Linked DNA regions of Mus musculus: region 2 is linked to region 1. A link is a contact called in public Hi-C data. All regions are on one chromosome and are shown on one strand. Each heading gives the region's core, a stretch centred on a gene start, on an enhancer-like site or on the middle of the called end of the contact. The rest is flanking DNA. Distances are from core to core; before and after follow the strand shown.

What was found. A called contact is a pair of places that touch in the nucleus more often than the background predicts.
Region 2: a Hi-C map of rod photoreceptor shows a contact between it and region 1, with 2.9 times the contacts expected there. The contact joins the promoter of Abcf2 here to the enhancer-like site in region 1. A contact is called at or near these places in 3 of 39 promoter capture datasets (the C10 cell line, embryonic stem cells and macrophages), 1 of 15 datasets of contacts at CTCF or cohesin (embryonic stem cells), 12 of 484 Hi-C or Micro-C datasets (B cells, cerebellum, cerebral cortex and 5 more), 1 of 115 datasets of contacts at active chromatin or transcription factors (embryonic stem cells) and 3 of 9 other capture datasets (adipose tissue, liver and pancreatic islet).

What each region holds. Positions count from the first base shown.
Region 1 is chr5:24,469,418-24,472,122 of GRCm38.p6, reverse strand. The region is part of intron 1 of Agap3 (ArfGAP with GTPase domain, ankyrin repeat and PH domain 3); the gene reads right to left. Among named protein-coding and RNA genes, the nearest start is that of Agap3, 19 kb to the right of the region's middle. Within about 2 kb of position 1,347, at least 9 of the 459 cell types and tissues checked have an H3K27ac peak or open chromatin away from gene starts, as enhancers often do. A contact at or near this core is called in rod photoreceptor, where this site is marked.
Region 2 is chr5:24,576,089-24,578,791 of GRCm38.p6, reverse strand. It overlaps Abcf2 (ATP-binding cassette, sub-family F (GCN20), member 2), which reads left to right and starts at 1,325. Exons shown (of 14, transcript NM_013853.2): 1 at 1,325-1,445; 2 at 2,065-2,273. The coding sequence starts at 2,105.

The DNA of each region.
Region 1 (2,705 bases), core at 98-2,597:
GGGAGCGGGGGCGGCTGTCTCTGGCTGCACTTGCCTACTCTTGAGCCCCCTTTGCTCCTACTGGGTTGCCTCATCCAGCCTTGATGTGAGGGTTTGTGCCTGGTCTTGTTGTAACTTGTTATGCTGTTGTTCGGTTGATAGCCCTGGGAGGTCTACTCTGGTTTTTGAGTGGATCTGGATGAGAGGGGAAAAGAGGGGAGGGACTGGAAGGTGTGGAGCATGTAGAAACTAAGGTAAGAATGTATGAGAGAATTTAAAAAAAAAAAAAAAAGTGGGCTGAGAAAGCCACACGGAGCAGACCAGTAAGTACCAAATGCCCTGCTTCAGTTTCTGCCCTGACGTCCTTCAATGATTGATTGTGATGTGGAAGTGTAAGCAAAGTAAGACGTCTCCTTTCCAGGTTGTTAATGTCATGATGTTTATTACAGCAACAGAAACCCTAAAACAGTTCCCTGCCTTCATCTACCTATCCTGTCTATCCCACACATGGGAGGTATCTATTCTTCCACAAAAGACTAGGACTGCCCATCACAGCCCCATGCACTCCCAATGAAAATCCAAGAACAGGACAGTAGCTAAGAAGCCAGTGTCTGAGGACAAGGTGCCCAATGGGTGGCTTTAGCAGTGTGAGAACAGCTGTGTGGGACGGGTGCTAGTCGTGTAATACAGTCATACACCCGCCCTGAACGCTCTTGACAACCACGCTCTGTTCCTCCAACAGCCATCACCTACAAAGAGCAGTAAGGCTGGCATTGAAAGCTGTGCTGGACCTGTTCAGGACCAGGGCCCCACAGAACCATCCCCCTCAGACCTGTTCAGGAAAACCAGAACCCACAGAACCAGCCCCTCTTTGGGCAGCTGATTCTCAAGTGCCAGGCTGCAACTGTCTCACGGGGGCTGTGTGTATGGCTCTTTGGAAGTTTCTGAAGGATTAGTGATGAATCTCTCAAGTCCTGAGTATCCATTCTAGGTCAGGATGAACAACTGATTCATTGGCCATTCTGGGCCTCAGCCCCCTGCAGAGGCACAGGAACAGAGAAGTCTCTAGGCAGAAAGGACCTCGTGAACAGGGATGAGATACACCTTAGCAGAGGAGAAGGACAACTCCCACAGGCTTCCAGTTGGTCTCCAGTGCTTGCTACTGATGCACTGATAATCACAATGACTGACACATAATCCACAACAAATGGCAGCTGCCATTCTACAAAGGACCAGTTTTTGCCTGGAGACCAAAGTTTACATGCACCTGGCTTCCCAAGGATGAGGCATTAGATCTTCAGGTATGGCCTGTATGTTCCACAGCTCTCTTTGGCCACAAGGTGGCAGCAGAGCATCTTCCTGGCCCGGCATGCTAGCACTAGGGCCTTGGGCTGGCCACAGGTTCCCACCACCTCCATTCGGATCCCGACCATCTATTACCTCTCTTCAAAAAGGGATCCTCTGTCCAATAACCACGTATGCTACCACATCAACTTCCTAATGGTCTTATCCCATCTGCTACCACACTGACATCGGTATTCATGTCCATGAAGGTGTCTGTAACCTGGTAAAAAAATGATCTTCTTGTCACTGCCAACAGAGCCCTGCAGTCCATGACACTGTATCTAACCATGTCTCTGTGCCCAACCTTGCTTGATCTCACCTATCCCCCCCCCTTAACTATACAGTATCTATCCATCCCTTGTCCTTTTGGTCACTTGGAACTCAATGGAACTGTCCCTCCCTTCAGTGACCTCTGTCAATATCACCTTACTCCACTGTGAGATGCCTTCCTCACGCATCCTACTTCCCACTGGAGTAACCTCACTAGAGTTCTGGCAACACGTGAATTGTGTACCAGGGCTCTTCCTTAAGGAGACAGCTCCTGGTTGGACAGTCGGCTGATAGTGTAAGACACAACGCCATAATCCACACAAACCCAAAGCAGACAATCACAACCTGGGCTCAACCTCACCTCCAGCACTGCGTGTGCGATGGATCAACTTGCTTCTGAGCACATTTGTGAGGAAGACTCTAGGTGGAGATAACTCAGGTGGAAAGACATGCCCTAAATGTGGGTGGTGGCATTCCACAGACTGGATCCTGGACTAAATTAAGAGTGGCGCGCCAGAAGTCACCACTCCTGCTTCCTGACTTCAGATGCAATGTAACCAGCTGCCCCACATTCCCGCTGCCTGCTTTCCCCACTACAATGGTCAGCACAGTCAAAGGCAAACCAAGAGAAACCTTTCCTTCCTGAAGTTGCTTTTTGGTCACAGAAACACAAAAAGCAGCTAATTATAGGCACCCACTAGCTGTGTGACCACATCGGAATCTTGTTGAGCCTCAGATATGGTGTATAAAATAGAGAAAACCCCCTTTCCCAGCTCAAGCTGTAAACAGAGCAATGACAGGGTCTTTGACCCTGGTGGGCTGCAGGTGATCTGTAACTGGTGCAGCCCCACTAAGTAAGAAAGGGTGGTATAAACAAGAGGGATTAAAACCAGTGCCACACGCCCAATAGGCTAGGTAGACACTCAGGCCAAGGGCTGCAGTTCACATGTGCCAGGACAGCCAAACCTAGGCTGGTCCTCTCTACCCTCCAAGCTGGGGGCCCTGGAGATTTGAGGCCCTAGATGTAGGCCTCAGACATAACATGTGGAGACAGCAGTGTTGTGTTTGTACTTAAGACTGCAGTGGGTGGGCTCCTGATCTGACATTTGGCC
Region 2 (2,703 bases), core at 76-2,575, 110 kb before region 1:
AGACAACTTCCTTAGCAGCCGCAGTTTCCTGTTTAGGCGATTGGCAGGCCCATTTGGATTTCCTTTTTCTTTTCTTTTTTCTTTTTTTTTTTTTTTAAAGCTGTGTGTGTGTGTGTGTGTTACAAAGCCTCCTTTTACCTTCCTCCCTTTTCTTTCATTTATTTATCTATGTGTATGAGTACACTGTAGCTGTCTTCAGACACACCAGAAGAGGGCATCAGATCTCATTACAGATGGTTGTGAGCCACCATGTGGTTGCTGGGAATTGAACTCAGGATCTCTAGTAGAGCAGTCAGTGCTCTTAACTGCTGAGCCATCTCTTTAGCCCGTTTTCATCTTAAAATTAGTGTGCTGCCAAAGACACAGGGGGCAGGCTCTGAAGCTACTTGTGATGTCCACCCTCAATGATCTTCACGCCTAATTTCTATTTAGCTTGGCAACATGGTGACCTTAGAGGAAAAGGGGGTCACTTTCTGAGAATGCACTCAGGGGCACTAAGTTTGCTTCCTTCTGTGTCATCAGTGATGACACACCAGTGGACAGGACCCTGGACAGGTAGCAAGCAAGGGTCGTAGAGTTGTTTTGTGTATGAGGCTACAGATCTAGTTTATAATGTTCCTAACACTAAGTCTGCTTTAGATTTTAGACAGTGAGACTCAAAGGAAATGAAACAAGTCACAACTAAGTGTCCATAGAGCTAAACTCAGCAAAGTGGTCCTATACTTTAGATTTTTCCACCACATTCGCATGGCTCTGGTGGAACCCAGAAACTCTTGACTAAGATACCAAGGTTCAGCACAGCGTCTGGCACTTTCAAAAAGTTTCGTTAGCGATGGACGAGGCTCTCAATTTCGGTTCCATGAGACGAGGATGCCTTTCTCGAACAGAGTTCTGTTGGCGTGGTCTACAAAGGGTTACCTCACTTTCAGAGCCACCTGCCCAGCAGCAACTCGCTCTTCTTTCCCCTCCACCTTCTAACTCTCTTCTCTCATTGTTTGGTCTCGCACTCTTAGGACGCTGGCCGGGAAGCTTAGTCGCACTTCCTGCTGGTTAAACCAGTAGAGCAGCCTGGTAAATTTATCTGCTAGGGGTGGGGTATCCTTTGGGAGACCAGCCCACCTCTCCGAGGAGCAATCTGGGATTTGCAGTTTTCAGTTCTTCAAACCGGCTTGGTAGGACGGGCCTCTTGGACTCTAATCCTCCCCCAACCAGAATCATCGCGCGTTCTGATGCCGTCACTAGAACGGCGCAACACCTGGGAATCGTGGTAGTTCCGGAGGAGAGTCCCGCCCTAAGTTCTTACGATTTGAGAACTACATTTTCCAGAAGCCCTCGCGGCAGCGCGCCAAGGGCCGCCCGGGGCCGTGATTGGTTGGGGAGCCGGCCGCACGCGGAGGAGCTCAAGGAGCAGCTCTGTTGCGACAGAGGCCGAGCGGCGAGGCCCCGTGAGTTGAGGGGGAAGGGGCGCCGGAGGGGAGGAGAGTGTGGACCCGTGAGCAGGAAGCGGGAGGAGAAGCGGAAGGGAGCTCAGGGTCGGAATGGAAAGGGCCGAAAGGGAAAAGAACTGGCCCAGGCAGAGACGCCGGCGAGCGGGGTGTGGGGGAGGTTAGGGGCAGCGAGCGCAGAGACCCTTAGGGACCCGCTGGGGAGGACTCGTGGTTCCGGGAGAGAAACCGCGCCGCAGTCGGTGGGGTGGATGAGAGGGACGGAAGGGAGGTCCGGGACGAACTCCTGGCGAAGAACCGAAAAGGAGGCGGCTGGCAGAGGTGCGCGAGCGCCAAGTTCGGAAACTGGAGACGAGGGGCAGAGCGGTCCCTCACTAAGGCCCTGGGGGAAGAGCGCATCCGAGTGAAGCCGGCGGTGGGGATTGGCGCGCGAACCCCAAGGGAGGAGATGAGGCTGGAGGAGCGGTCGAGAGAGTGTGAGAAGCCCGGACAAAGTTGGCGGGGACAAGAGTTGGGCACCACAGGCTTGATAGGAAAATTCCAAGGAGGGATGGGATAGCACTCAGACATTCTTACCTGTAAGTTTAGAATTTTGGAGTATCTGTTTGCTTTTCTTCAGACTCCTGAAAGGACTGTAACTACCCCTGTGGCTCATCACCATGCCTTCCGACCTGGCCAAGAAGAAGGCAGCCAAAAAGAAGGAGGCTGCCAAAGCCCGACAGCGACCCAGAAAGGGACATGAAGAAAATGGAGATGCTGTCACAGAACCTCAGGTGGCAGAAGAGAAAATCGAGGAGGCCAATGGCAGAGAGACCACAGGAGATGGAGGTAGGTTGGGTGAGTTTCCTGAGCTGGTTTTCGAAGCCAAGATCAGAATCTGGATGCAGATGCATAGGCCTTTAATTCCAGCATTTGGGAGGCTAAGGTAAAAAGATGAAGGTTTGAGGCCAGGCTGTCCTCACATCCCCATCTTTTTAAACAGAGTAAAGCACCCACAGACACATGTCTTTATATGCCATGAAACTTTTTGGTGACACCCACACCCATAGAGTTAAAACTTGTTACTGATGAAGGAAACTGAATTCAAGTGGCAAACACAGATGGGAGTTTTTGATCTACCTTGGTTGGTGCTGCAGTAGACAATAAAAGGGAAGGCAACTTGTACTATTTCCTGTTTTTCTTCCTACCTATGGTGGTGAGTATACAGGCTCTACCATATGGTGCTGTCTTTTCTGGGGGGGGAGGCAGATGTTTGGAG